Regions from separate parts of the Mus musculus genome. Here regions 1 and 3 are each linked to region 2. A link is a contact called in public Hi-C and promoter capture Hi-C data. All regions are on one chromosome and are shown on one strand. Each heading gives the region's core, a stretch centred on a gene start, on an enhancer-like site or on the middle of the called end of the contact. The rest is flanking DNA. Distances are from core to core; before and after follow the strand shown.

Region 1 (4,077 bases), core at 744-3,243, 1.1 Mb before region 2:
AAGGGCTTACACACCCCCCTCCTGGTGACTTCAGGAAGTGCAGGAGAGGCTCCCCAGGAGTAGAATGAAGCAAACCAGACTTCTGTTTTTCTAAACATGGGCCTAGTCCATGTCTGTCCCCAGGAGTCCATGCTAAAAGACAAAGAGTGGAGCTCACCCATGAGCAGCAGCAGCTGGTAGTACTGATAGTTCATGTTGCCCCTGAAGTAGGCAATGGCAGACTCCTTCCCAGGCAGGAAATGGATGTAGATGACATGCCTCCACCCTGTGGACAATACCTGTGATGTGAGAAGTCCATCTCCCCCTGGGCCTTTACTGAAATAAGAATTGGAACCCAGATACTCACCTGTGAGGAACATACCAGGGTCCTCTCCCTCATACAGAGGCAGCTTGTACTGAATACAGCCAATGGGTTTCCTAGAACACAGGGTCCAAGTATGGCTCTCCCCAGGGCACCTAGTTCTTCCCCATTCTTATTTCTGGGACCCATGCTGGCCTCTCCTGAAGCAAGCAATCCTGTGCAAGAGATCCTCTCACCCTATTCAGCATGGGCATAGACCACAGCAAGTTAGATCTCTGACCTCATGAAGAGGTCACCTGGTGTGTTGCCCAGGCAACACAGAAAATGCTGCATTCCTCAGTGACTACTAGAGGTGAGGCAGTCTGTGCTTAGTCACACTTAGAACTGTTTGGCAGCAGCAGCAGACATTACCTCCGCAGAGACCACTCACGTCAGGTTCATCCTGAACTCCAACTCATCAAGACTGTTTCTCTCAAAGGTGAAGGGAGGCAGCGGGTCTTTCCATCTCGACTCAGGAATAGGCAAGTCTCCTGCCCAGCACCTTATGTACCCCTTTCCCAAGATCTGCAGTTGGAGGTCACAAGTGCACACAGTTGCAGGGAGAAGGGAATCTGGAAGACGGTGGGTGAGAGGCAGGAGGAGAATGCAGTCAGGTCTCAGTGCAAGATGGAAGGGTCCGGGATGCCGGGATGTCAGGAGGAGTCCTGACCATGGCTGTCTCTCACCAACAGCAGCAGTAGGTAGAACCAAGCAGACAGGGCACAGGCGTCCTAGGAGAAACACTTCCTGGGAAGAGCCCTGACCACAGACCCTGCACAGGCATCCAGAGGGAACTGAGAAAGGTGATCTGGAGGACAGGTTGACCTTTCACTTCAGGGAGCTGAGCCGGAGGACAGGGCAGAATGGACATGGCTGAGGAGGTGACCTGAGAGAACCATGACTGTACCGACTGACCACGGTCTGCTTCACTGTCTACAGTCAAAGTGCTGAGGTGTGGCAAGGAACAGACTTCTCAGTTTCTCCTGAAATCATTAGGAAGTTGGCTCTGTCTCCCAGATACACAACAGTCACAGGGGCCTTACCCAGGATGAAATCTGAAATCAACTCATTGGAAGAATATAAGAAGTGTCTCTGAAGCACACACACACACACACACACACACACACACACACTGAGAGAAAGGAAGGAAGGAAGGAAGGAAGGAAGGAAGGAAGGAAGGAAGGAAGGAAGGAAGGAAGGCAGGCTATTCTTGGGAGTCCAGCTAGAGCCAGGACAGCGTCCATCTAGCAAGCCTCCCCTGTCCCCCAGCAGCCTCTTAGTCTCTAAGTGCACACAGTGAGAAGAAAGACATGACCATGGCCTGGAACACCTGCTCAAGCCCCACTCCCACCTGAGAAGATCCCACCAAGCACGTAAGAGAGGTATTTTTTTCAACATCACCTGTGGCTTCCATCTGCAGGCCTGAGACACACCCAGTCCAAGGTCTGAGCTTGGAAGCCAGTTGCTACCCTCAGTCCTCCCTCCCCAGGGCCATCACCTCCTCAGGACTGGCAGGAGTCAGAGGAGGCATCGTGGCTCGAACCACAGAGAGCAGGCCCAGCCCTGCAGTGAGTGTGAAAAGATGCATGGCCTCAGCTCAGCTCTGTGCTTCTAGCCTAGCAGCTCCTTGTGCTGCTGCTGCTGCCGCCACTGCTGCCACTGCTGCCACTGCCGCTGCCTCTGCCAGTGCCGGTGCCAGTGCTGCTGCTGCTGCCACTGCTGCCACTGCCGCAGCTGCTACCTCTGCTGAAGCTGCTACCTCTGCTGCTGCTCCAACTTTCTGACATGCAGAATTGCTCTGGAAGCAGAATCCTGCCTTCCACTATCCACACCAAAATCATTGTCCACACCCCTCTGTCCAGGAGATTGCAGTTTTGTTTGGATCAATGTGAATAGAGGAGCTAATTTGTGCAATTAACCTCATGACTGCCTCTGGCACTCGTTCTCGCTCTCTGCTTCCTGACTGTAGGGTCTGTGTGGTCAGCTGCCTCCTAGCCCTACTGCCATGCCTGCTGCCTCATGACGGTACTGTATTCCCTTGAACTATAAGCCAAATATTTCTTCCTTCTTTAAGTTGCTTTGGTCAGGGATCGGGACTGTTCATCTCAATTTGCAATTTGATAAGATCTAAAATCACCCATGAGGTGAACCTCTGGGTGTACGGGAGGGCTTATCTTGATTAGGTTAATTGAGATGGAAAGACCAACTCCTTCTGTGTGGCACCATTCTCTGGCCTAGCTCGGATCCTGGAGTATAGAAGGGGTTATCTGAGGACCAGCATTCATCACTCTCTAATCCTTGACCTGCCATGTGGGCCAGTTGCTTCAAGCCTACTGCTGTTACTTCCCTGTCATGCTAAACTGCAACCTCAAACTGCAGCCCAAACACTTTCTGCTTAACCTGCTTCTGTCTTGGTATTTTATCACAGCTACAGAAAAGGAAATTAAGACAGATCACTAAGACAAAAAGTGACTGGTAACAAGTCGTGAGGCTAAGATAAGAGCCCGCTCCTTAGTGAACCAGGTTTGATTTCTAGCATCCACATGACGACTCAAAACCATCTGTAACTCCAGTTTCAAGGCTTTGGGCCACGCATAACAGTTCACCCCTCAAAATCTAGTTGTTAGAAGTTAGGGGCAGGAGGATCAGAAGTTCAACTTATCTTCAACTACATAGCAAGTTTGAAGCCTAGGCTATATGAGACATCGTATCAAAAAACAGGAAGGAGGAAGGGAGAGAGGGAGGTGGGAAGGCAGACAGGCAGGCAATATAAGGGTTCAAGAACTTGGGACTATTAACAAGTGTGGCTGGGCTGGCCCACCAGTAAAAGAAGAGTGCTCAATGGTGTGTCCCCAGGCCCACAATTCACCCCATCACCTGGGAGCCCTCATCAGTTTCAGGACTTAAAAGACAAATCTGTACTTGTGCGGGACACAACACAGCAAGTAGTCAGAGTGTATTATTTGTCTTCCAGCACTGTCCTGAAGCAGAGGACAGCCAACCTTCTAAAAGCTGCTGTGTGCCTCAGATCCACAGACAACCCCACAGGCGGGGCTAGTTAGAAACATCTGGAATCCATGAACTCCCTGGAGCTCCCTCCTGACTCATCCCCAAAGCGTCCTTGTAAAAGAGGAAACAACTGGTCACCTCCTTGCCTCCTAAATTCTGGTTCGTCAGAGCTGGCCTTTCCTCTTTGCGTGGAAGCTTTAGTATCACTAAGAACAGGGAGAGCAAGGCTGCCCCCACCAAAAACGAGGAGTTTCGTAAGAAGGCGCAGGACTTCATGGGTCGTTTGAAAAGTCCTGTGAGCTTGGTAACACTCGAAATAAGTCTCTGAGTTCTGCTTGGAAAGGCAGGATCTAGGATCAAGCAGTACAGAGTCCCATGAGCCTCTAACCGACTGGGCTATGAGAAGCGCCGGCGAGGAGCGAAGGAGCCACTAGAGGGCGCGGCACTCGGAGGACAGTGAAAGTCCCTCGCGGGCTGCCGTAGTCAGTACTATAAAGGACGTGGCGTGGAGATGCTCGGCCTCTCGGCAGCCATGGCGGCTCTATGTTTGTATCGCCATTGTTACCGTTGGGACGCCGCGGATGACCCTATATACCCTTGGCCGGCTACCGGGAAGACTGCGTCTCCTGACGATCGTAACGAAGATGTACCGTGCTTTCCTTCTGAGAGTTTAGTCGCCCTAATATGTGCAGCAGGCTAACCGCGTGGTAAGGGGAAGGGCGTTCACG
Region 2 (4,005 bases), core at 182-2,681:
CAGAATGAATGCAGGCAAGACACAGAGGGTAGAGTGCAGAGGTGTCCATCCTTCCACACTGTGATATAACAGCTACAAATGTTGGGATGCTATCCTGGGATACATGCTGTGGGTTGGACACCCCTGATGGTGAGCTCTAAATACTTTGTGTGTATATACATATATGTGTATGGTGTTGTTTATATGTGGTTATGTGTGTAGCGTGTGTGTGTGTGTGTGTGTGTGTGTGTGTGTGTGTGTGTGATGTCTAGAGATATATAGAGATATGTGTCAGCATATATATATATTTTTTTTCTTTTTTGCAGGAAGAGATGACTCAGGAGTTAAGAGCTCTCTCAGAGTTCTGAAGTTTGGTTTGGGTCCCAGCTCACAAGAGCCTGTAACTTTTTTTTTTTTTTTAAGATTTATTTATTTATTTTATGAGTACACTGTAGCTGTCTTCAGACACACATCAGAAGAGGGCATCCGATCCCATTACAGATGGTTGTGAGCCATCATGTAGTTACTGGGAATTGAACTCAGGACCTCTGGAAGAGCTGTCGGTACTCTTAGCCACTAAACCATCTCTTCAGCCCTGAGCCTATAACTTTTGCTCTAAGGGATACAATGGCCTCTTTGTATGGAATCCCTGGATACTTCACTCATGTGCACAGACATACATACTTATAATTTTTTTAAAATACCTTTTTAACAGGACTGCAGAGATGAGAATAGACAATTGTCAGAGGTGTACAAATCTACATGTTGACGTAGACTCAAGTCTCCAAACATAAGCTTTCTTGGGGGACATTTCCCTGTTCATGTGGTTGAAGGTGCTCTTGATGAATCCTTCAAACTTTTTTAAAAACCTTTTTATTGGTTCATTGTGCATTTCACATCATGCACCCCATCCCACCCATCTCCCCCTCCCCTTGTACCTGCCTTTCATCCTTGCAACCTCTCCCACAACAGATGGAAAAAAATCTCGTCGCGGAAGCTGTAGTATGTCAGTTTGTTCCACAGTATACCCTTTTGTCTACACTTCTTTGTTCGCAAATATTCATTGAAATGTTAACTCTTTAAACTTTTAAATTACACTTATTCGTCTATTTGTGTGTATGACTAAATAATGCATAAACCCCTGCTCTCTTTCCACGATGTGGACCCAGGGCTCGAACTCGAGTTACATTTGGTGGCAAGTGACTGCAAGTGACTGACGTCCACGAAGAGAGGCTCAAGGCAGCTTCCTCAACAACCTTGCTAGGAACCGGAGAAACCGGCTTAGCCCCCACCCCCTGCGCCGCTCTGACTAATCACCGCTCTCTGCGGTTCCGTGCTCGTTCCTGGTAGGTTCCTGCTTCCGTCTGTCAGCGGGCAGAGTCAAGGCGGCCTATTTGACAAATCGACGGCCGCTGCTGCTCCCTGTGAGCTCCTGGTAGGCGCGTGCGTCTGTCCGTCAGACGGGGCGGGCCGCGGCAGCGGGGGTGTTTCCCGGCGAGCGCTGAGTTCCGGGCGCGCGAAGACCGTTGGGTGAGGCGGCGCGGATCTAAGCGGGGGGTCTACTCTCAGCGGCGGCCGGGCTGGGGTCAGGCGCGGGGTGGGAGTGGCGGTTGGGGGTCAGATGCGGGGCCGCCGCTGTCTGGGTGAGGTGGGTGGGTAGACTTTTCGGAGCCGCGGAGCCGGAAACTGAAAGTCGCGGGAGGGGGGCCGGAAAAGTTCGCGACGTCCGCAGCGGTGCTTGGCTGCGCGCCTACCGCGGTGGCTCGGGGTTACAGCAGTACGGTCCCTGCCCCAGATCTCGGTCCGGCATCGCGCCCGAGGGACCCACGAGCCCCACTTGCCCTTACTGGCCTTGAGCGAATACCTGGTCTCCCAGGCCACTTTTACCGCTCACCTCCCACCCACTTATGCTTTTTGGATGGGGCAGTCAAATTTGGTCTGCCAAATTTACGTCGCCTTTTCTGACACCCGGCTACACAAATCACGGACACCACCTCCCCCATAAGGCCTCTTCCCTGTTGGTGGTTTACCTTCCCTGTCCTCCTTTATTTTTTCAGATCTCACCTTTCTGCCCCTCAGAACCTCTGTTTCTCTGGAAACTATCTTGCTTTTTGTAAAGTAGTCTGGCCTCGAACTACTGAGTGCTGGGATTAAAGGGCCTGCGCCACCACCGCCCTGGAAACTATGTTGATGGGATAGATGCATATGTGTCAGGGTGTGGAGACTGATCCCAGGGCCCTTAACCTCCTGACGCCTGCCTAATGGAGGTTGGACCTAGTGTATATTCCACATGATGGACTTGAAGCCCTGAGTAGGTGGAAAGGACATGAGATTGATTAGAACTCACAGACGTACTCCCAGCGGGCCCCAAAATCGGAGAAACAAACTTTCAGCTCCGTGGACACAATGCAATGTCATCATTGTCTTGTGTGCAACTCACTAGCTTGGCTACCAGTCCCCCAGAGAAGTCACAGTTGACCTTGCCACCACGGCCCCTTCCTGCCTGCGTAACTGACTGAGAAAGGTGGTATTTAGTGACCCAAAGTTAACTGTTATCAGGTGGAGACCCCAAGCAATCTCAAATTGATGTTTAAGTCTTAAAAATTAACTTTATTGCTGAATACTTAATGATGGATTTATAAATACTTGAGTTTTAAAAGCTGAAGGAAGGGTTGTTTTTTATCAAGCCTTGTGTGTACATCTGGAAGGCTGAGTGCTGTCAGCAGTTGTGTCTCTGGTCTGAACTGGTGGCTCCTTGCCTGCCTAGCAGGTCTGTGAGGTGTTTACCTGTTGGCTGTTTTTTTCCCTGGGACCCTCTAGTCCGTACCTAAACTGACTATTCTCTGACAATACAGGCTGCCTGGAACCCTGTTACTCTTCTCCTGTTTGCCAGTCACCATGGGCTCCTCAGGAGATTCTCCACTATGTCCACACACCTGAGCAAGGGCCATGTGCATTCATAACCTAGTCTCACTGGCTCCTGGGCTGCAGCACACTGAGCACTTCCAGTCAGAGCTCTCTGGGAATCCCTGCTGTGGTTCCTCCTGCACCCATGAAGTAGCAGCAGGCTGGACAGCACAGAGGACATGGCAGCAGCCAACTTGGAGAAAACCTTCTTCCAAGAAGGAGATGCTTCCTGCCTCTCCTCTCACTACTGTTTTCTGAGAGTTGGTTTGGGGTTTCCTTCTTGACAGTGGGGTGTCAGGCCTCCACTTCCCATGTGGTTGCTACATGGATTGTCAGTGTAGCTTGGCAGGTGGGTTTCATGGGGTGGGAGCTTTTACAGGCATGGACAGGATGACCTGGAGAAGAAAGAAAAATCTAGAAAGAGTTGTCCATAGATCCTCCAGATTATGCCAAGGATGGGCTGTGCGGCTTCCAGGCTTATGCTGAACATCTGTCCCTGTGTACTGGCCTTGCCCCCTTTACATAGAGGGTTGGAGACAGCTTGGATGCCACACTGGACATCCATCTCATAATTGTAGTGTGCTCGCCCTGTTCATGTCCATAGAGGAGGAGACACGGTGGCTGCTGCATCTAGGATCTGGGACCCAGGTGGGCAGTGGAGTTAGTATTTGGGGCAGGTTGTAATTTTGGTGGATGGTTCAGCTAAAGAAAGTCAAGGATTTGGAACCTGGACATAGTCTTAGGGTTGCCGTGCTCAATTAGAGCACAGGGCATGGGTTGTGAGAGGAGGTGAGTTTGTGACAGGCTGGACAGTTGTGTTGCACAAACAGATTCTGTGCTGTGTACCTACTATCACTTTATGGCATTACCAGCTGGGCCATCTAGTTATTGATGTGGCTGCAGCCGTCAGTAAAGGATCCAGGAGGGGAGAGCTATAGAAGCTGGCATTCCTCCTTCCTCTCTCTAGCTCTGCACTCCTTGTCTTCTGACGGCCAGTACCTGGGCTTATGTTGGGCATGGTACAAACCTGTAAGAACTGATGGGAACCAGGGATAGGGAAGACAGGTGGAGTTGGGCAGCTGTAGCTTTAATGACCAGAGCTGGGAAGCCATTGAGGTT
Region 3 (4,078 bases), core at 876-3,375, 1.4 Mb before region 2:
TTTGGCTGTGAGATTGGGGTTTTTGTTCTGGGTTGGCAGGGTTGATGGGTTCAGTGAGATGACCGCAGGCATGTGGGTGAGCATTGTGGTTAGTGTGTGGTTAGCACCAGAGTGAGAGGAATAAGAGAGAACTCCAGAAGTCTCAGGCTACAACTTGCCTCAACGGGGCTTGTCTGGGGATTTCTGGAGTCTGAGAGACCTCTGTAACTTGGGAGCAAGGGGCTCTGCACCTTACCTGCTTTATCAAGAACTTGGTTTCAGTTTCCAGTTCTTCCACCACCAGGTTCACCCCTAAGGCTCCAGGATTCAGCATTTGCAATAGCTATCCTCAAGGAAGAGAGAGACTTTGAGAACGTCACATTATTCTCTACTTCCTACATGTGATGGTTCCACACTCCACCCCCAAGTATGGCTTCTTCTCTCAATTTTGTTGTAGAGGAAATGGCCTTAGGTGATGGATTGAGAAGCCTTCCAGGGTGGGGCCAATACAATTTCCCTCGAAGCCCATTCTGGAACTCTTATTTTATAGCCTATGGCCTTCCCCAAGCCTACAGGGGCAGCCTTATAGGTAAGAGACAGTTGGGGGGTGGGGCTGGGGGCAGAAGTGGCTCTTAACCCTAGTGATACCCCATCTAGTACCCTTCGCCAAAATGAACATCCAAACAAGGCCTGTGATTTGTGTAACTGGTGCAGTCATAGCTTCGTCTAGGGCACAGTACTGAAGGAAGTGCTTCCCAGCCATCCTCTGTAACCTGCACTGGTGCTGCCTACAATTCACTTGAGAGATAGATACTGGGGCCTAGGAGCAAGGTCCTTGCCTGTGGCTGTGGGACTGGGGTCTGAGCCAGAGCTCATCTTTGAAGCCACACCTTCAGAACTGGTCTGTAAGCCAGAACTCTACAAGATCAGTGCTGTCAGGTAGAAGGTGGCTGAGGCCTGAGTACAGAGGCCACTGTCAGCGTGGGGTAGGGGACAAGATATGTAGGCAGTACGGGAAGGATAATTAGCATACAGGGAATACAGGGTGTCCGTTGGAGCTCAGCCCAGGTAGTGAGCAGTGGTTTGTTTTTTGTTTTTCTCTAAACATTTCTGGCCATCAGAAGTGCATTTGCTTGGCTAACGCATGTAAGCCTTCTCTCAAAGAATACTGGAAAAGAGGAAAAGAAAATGAGCGAAACTGAAGCTTTTATAAGCCGAGTCTAACAATTAATGAGGCTGACATGTGAGGAAAAAAGCGATTAAAAAAACAACCACTCAGGTTCTGCCTTTAAAGACCCCATACATGGAGGGAAGGGGAAGGGCACGTGCACCATTCTCCAACCAGTGGTCAGACTTGGGGGTTGGTCATCATTTTAGAGGGAAACTGAGGCCCTGGGAGGACTCAAAGGAGGAGAACTCGGAGGAGGAAACATGCGGGGATCATAGGGTCACCCTGTGATGGAGGCTGGGCCTGGCTGTGTGGCCCTCGGACCTGTCCCGCTGCCCAAGGACACTGGACCTTGGTTGTGGGGGCATCTCAGCACCTGATATTTTTCCATGGTATCTCGTGGAGACACTGCCTCACTGTCCTACTACCGGGCAAAGCCCTCGAGCCAGGCCGGTAGTCGAACCCTCGTTTGAGCATGCTCGGTAGTGACTGCTCCGTGTGCCCACCCCACCTCCTCAGCCCCTCCACCTGCCTTCCATAACCCTCAACCCGGGGCGTGTCTGCTTAGCACTTTGGCTCGTACATGGCATACTCGTACTATGCCCCTTAAAGAAGCCACAGAGAATAGGGAGCCGTGTTTCGGACGAAGGGCAGGGCCCCGGTGTGTTGGGTAGGGTGGAGGGCGGGGCAGAGACTGACGACGCGGCAGGCGGGGCCGCAAGTACTACGGGCGGGAGACACAGGTGGCAGGAAGTCTACCAGCACGGTGGGCGGGACCTGCTGCTTGGTGAGGGTGGAAAGTGGTCAGCGCTTCGGGTTCTAGAGGCTGAAGGGCTAGGGGTGGTCCGTAGGGGCTGGAGGGGCGGGGCCTGGGGTGTGGGGGCGGGGTCTACCTGTGAAGGGCGCGCGGCGGAGGCGGGGCCTGTTCGTGAAGGGCGGTGCGCCGGCGCCAGGCTCCTCGAGCGTGGCGGGCGGGGCCTGGAGCGTGAGGGCGCGCGGCAGGCGGGGCGGGGCGCGGCGGGAGGCGCGGTCCCTTTAAGGCTTGGCCTACGTGGCAGCCGCTAGAGCAGCCGCGGCTCAGCGAGGCCGGCCGCCGGGTACTTCCTGTGGAGGCCGCAGCAGGCGCGAGCGCCCAGGACCTGCCAGCTGAGCCTTCCGCCGCCGCCATGGGACAGAACGACCTGATGGGCACGGCCGAGGACTTCGCCGACCAGGTGCGGCCTGCCCCACAGCCCGCTGGCCGTCACGGCCCCACGGACGCCCGTCCTCGCCGTCCTGCCTAGCTCTACGGAGAAATCCGAGGGGAGGCTGGGCGGGGGGTTGGGGGTGGCGGCCAGGGAGGCTCCCGGGGCCCGCGGTGCTGCTCTGTGCCCTCTGCCCTCTGAACCGCGGCGGCTCCTTGGGGACCTCTGGGGAAGGGGGTACTCTGTGCGCCCCGCTGCGTGGCCCCTCCGCCCTTGTCCAGGACCGTCCTGGCCCTTCCTTCTTTGCGTGGACTCTGCTCCGGTTGCCCGATCTGGGTCCACGCTGCCGAAGGAGAGGAGCCTGCCCCTTGGCTCGCCTTCCCAAGTGTACAGGTGGCTTGTGAACCGCAGGGAAGGCCTGGGATGAGTCTGGGCCCGAGCGACTAGCTGGGCAGGGTTAGAGCCGGAGAGAGGCGCAGGTGGCACCACTTTTTACAATTAAGTTCGACGGATGGGGTGGGAGTTGTGTGAGTGTGAGGCTTTGACTTCTGAAATTGTCCCGTTAGATCTGCGAAGTCATAATATAACCTGAACTAGCCCTGGAGGCTGAATGGTGCCGGGGCCCACCCGCCAGCCAGTTTTGGTTCACTTAGTGTGTTCGTGGCTGTCGGTGATACGAGGAGGCATTTTTTGGCCTAGAGTACTCGAAGGTTGGGTGTGTGTGACCATCTTCAAATGAGCTTCTCTACCCCTCCTTTTGAGGGGTGTCACCTCCCCATGTTCACCTTCAGTTCTGTTGAACCATTTTCCTGTGAGCTGATCTTTTTAAAGGCATTTCTACCCCTTTTGGAAAAGTTTCTAATGCCACGATTTTGCATTAAATACATAATTTTAAAATTGTATGGACCAAGGTCTTCCTCTTGTGATGGGTTTCGTTGACATAATTCTCAGTGACCCAGTTTTATCTTCCTGAGTAGCAGCTCTCTAAGAAGATGGCTTCATAGCCAAGTTTGTGAGCGGCTCACCTCAGGATCTTCAGCTGGAAAACCCACCATTTTGCAAGTGGATTTCACAACCCAGATCAGATGAATTATCTCCAAGAAGCTGCCAACTATCTAATGATAGATTTCAACTGGAGAAAGAGTTCATCTTTTATGAAGTCCTCCATGTACTTTGTTTTGATTTAAATGAAAGAAGCCAAATCTTGGGACTGGACAGGCTTTTGTGGGGAATACAGTAGCCACTCCCACTAAGTAACTGGCTTGGGCTCCTGGACTTGCCAGTGTCCACCACCCAGGAGGAAACCCTGGGTCTCCTACTGCTTGGTGTCCAGGGCATCTCAGGTCTGGAGTTAGATTTCAGCTACACATCAGTGGAAAGATGCCCGTACTGTAGATGGCCTGCTGCTTAAAACCAAAATTCCCAATGAAGGTTCCTTCTTAAGGGATTAGCCTCAGAGTCCACCTGGAAGTTAGCAGAGGATACCACAGGAGCTTCTGAGATGTGACTCCTGCTCTTCTGATCCAGTGTCAGGCATCAGGGAGCCTTCCAGTGGCCTCAGTGTGACCAGTCCTGGGAGCTTTTGTGTTGGATATTCATCTGCACCCTTGAAAACAAATTTGTCAATGAGGAAGGTGCTGATAGTCCAACGTTCTAAGTGAAAGGATCTAATGTGTTGGAAAGTGGAGTGTTACTCTAAGGTGTTGTCAGATAGTATCACAGATCCATGTCTTTAGAAAACAGAAGT

Evidence for each region. Promoter capture Hi-C pulls out the DNA fragments that hold promoters and counts their contacts. Hi-C and Micro-C count contacts between places; a contact is called where the count stands out from the background.
Region 1: a promoter capture Hi-C map of pre-B cells shows a contact between it and region 2, with 4 times the contacts expected there. The contact joins the promoter of Snhg7os here to the promoter of Traf2 in region 2. A contact is called at or near these places in 2 of 39 promoter capture datasets (liver and pre-B cells).
Region 3: a Hi-C map of B cells shows a contact between it and region 2, with 11 read pairs. The contact joins the promoter of Surf4 here to the promoter of Traf2 in region 2. A contact is called at or near these places in 2 of 39 promoter capture datasets (liver and pre-B cells) and 1 of 484 Hi-C or Micro-C datasets (B cells).

The regions. Positions count from the first base shown.
Region 1 is chr2:26,640,037-26,644,113 of GRCm38.p6, reverse strand. It overlaps Snhg7os (a long non-coding RNA gene), which reads right to left and starts at 1,993. Exons shown (of 4, transcript XR_003953776.1): 1 at 732-1,993; 2 at 347-417; 3 at 158-265. It overlaps Snhg7 (small nucleolar RNA host gene 7), which reads left to right and starts at 3,870. Exons shown (of 4, transcript NR_024068.2): 1 at 3,870-4,056.
Region 2 is chr2:25,544,366-25,548,370 of GRCm38.p6, reverse strand. Traf2 (TNF receptor-associated factor 2) reads left to right here and starts at 1,431. Exons shown (of 11, transcript NM_009422.3): 1 at 1,431-1,509. It overlaps Gm35476 (a long non-coding RNA gene), which reads left to right. Exons shown (of 4, transcript XR_866044.3): 4 at 306-446.
Region 3 is chr2:26,931,558-26,935,635 of GRCm38.p6, reverse strand. Surf4 (surfeit gene 4) reads left to right here and starts at 2,125. Exons shown (of 6, transcript NM_011512.3): 1 at 2,125-2,361. The coding sequence starts at 2,314. It overlaps Stkld1 (serine/threonine kinase-like domain containing 1), which reads right to left and starts at 1,580. Exons shown (of 19, transcript NM_001379463.1): 1 at 1,524-1,580; 2 at 236-322. The coding sequence starts at 1,538. It overlaps Gm36591 (a long non-coding RNA gene), which reads left to right and starts at 2,368. Exons shown (of 2, transcript XR_374179.1): 1 at 2,368-4,078.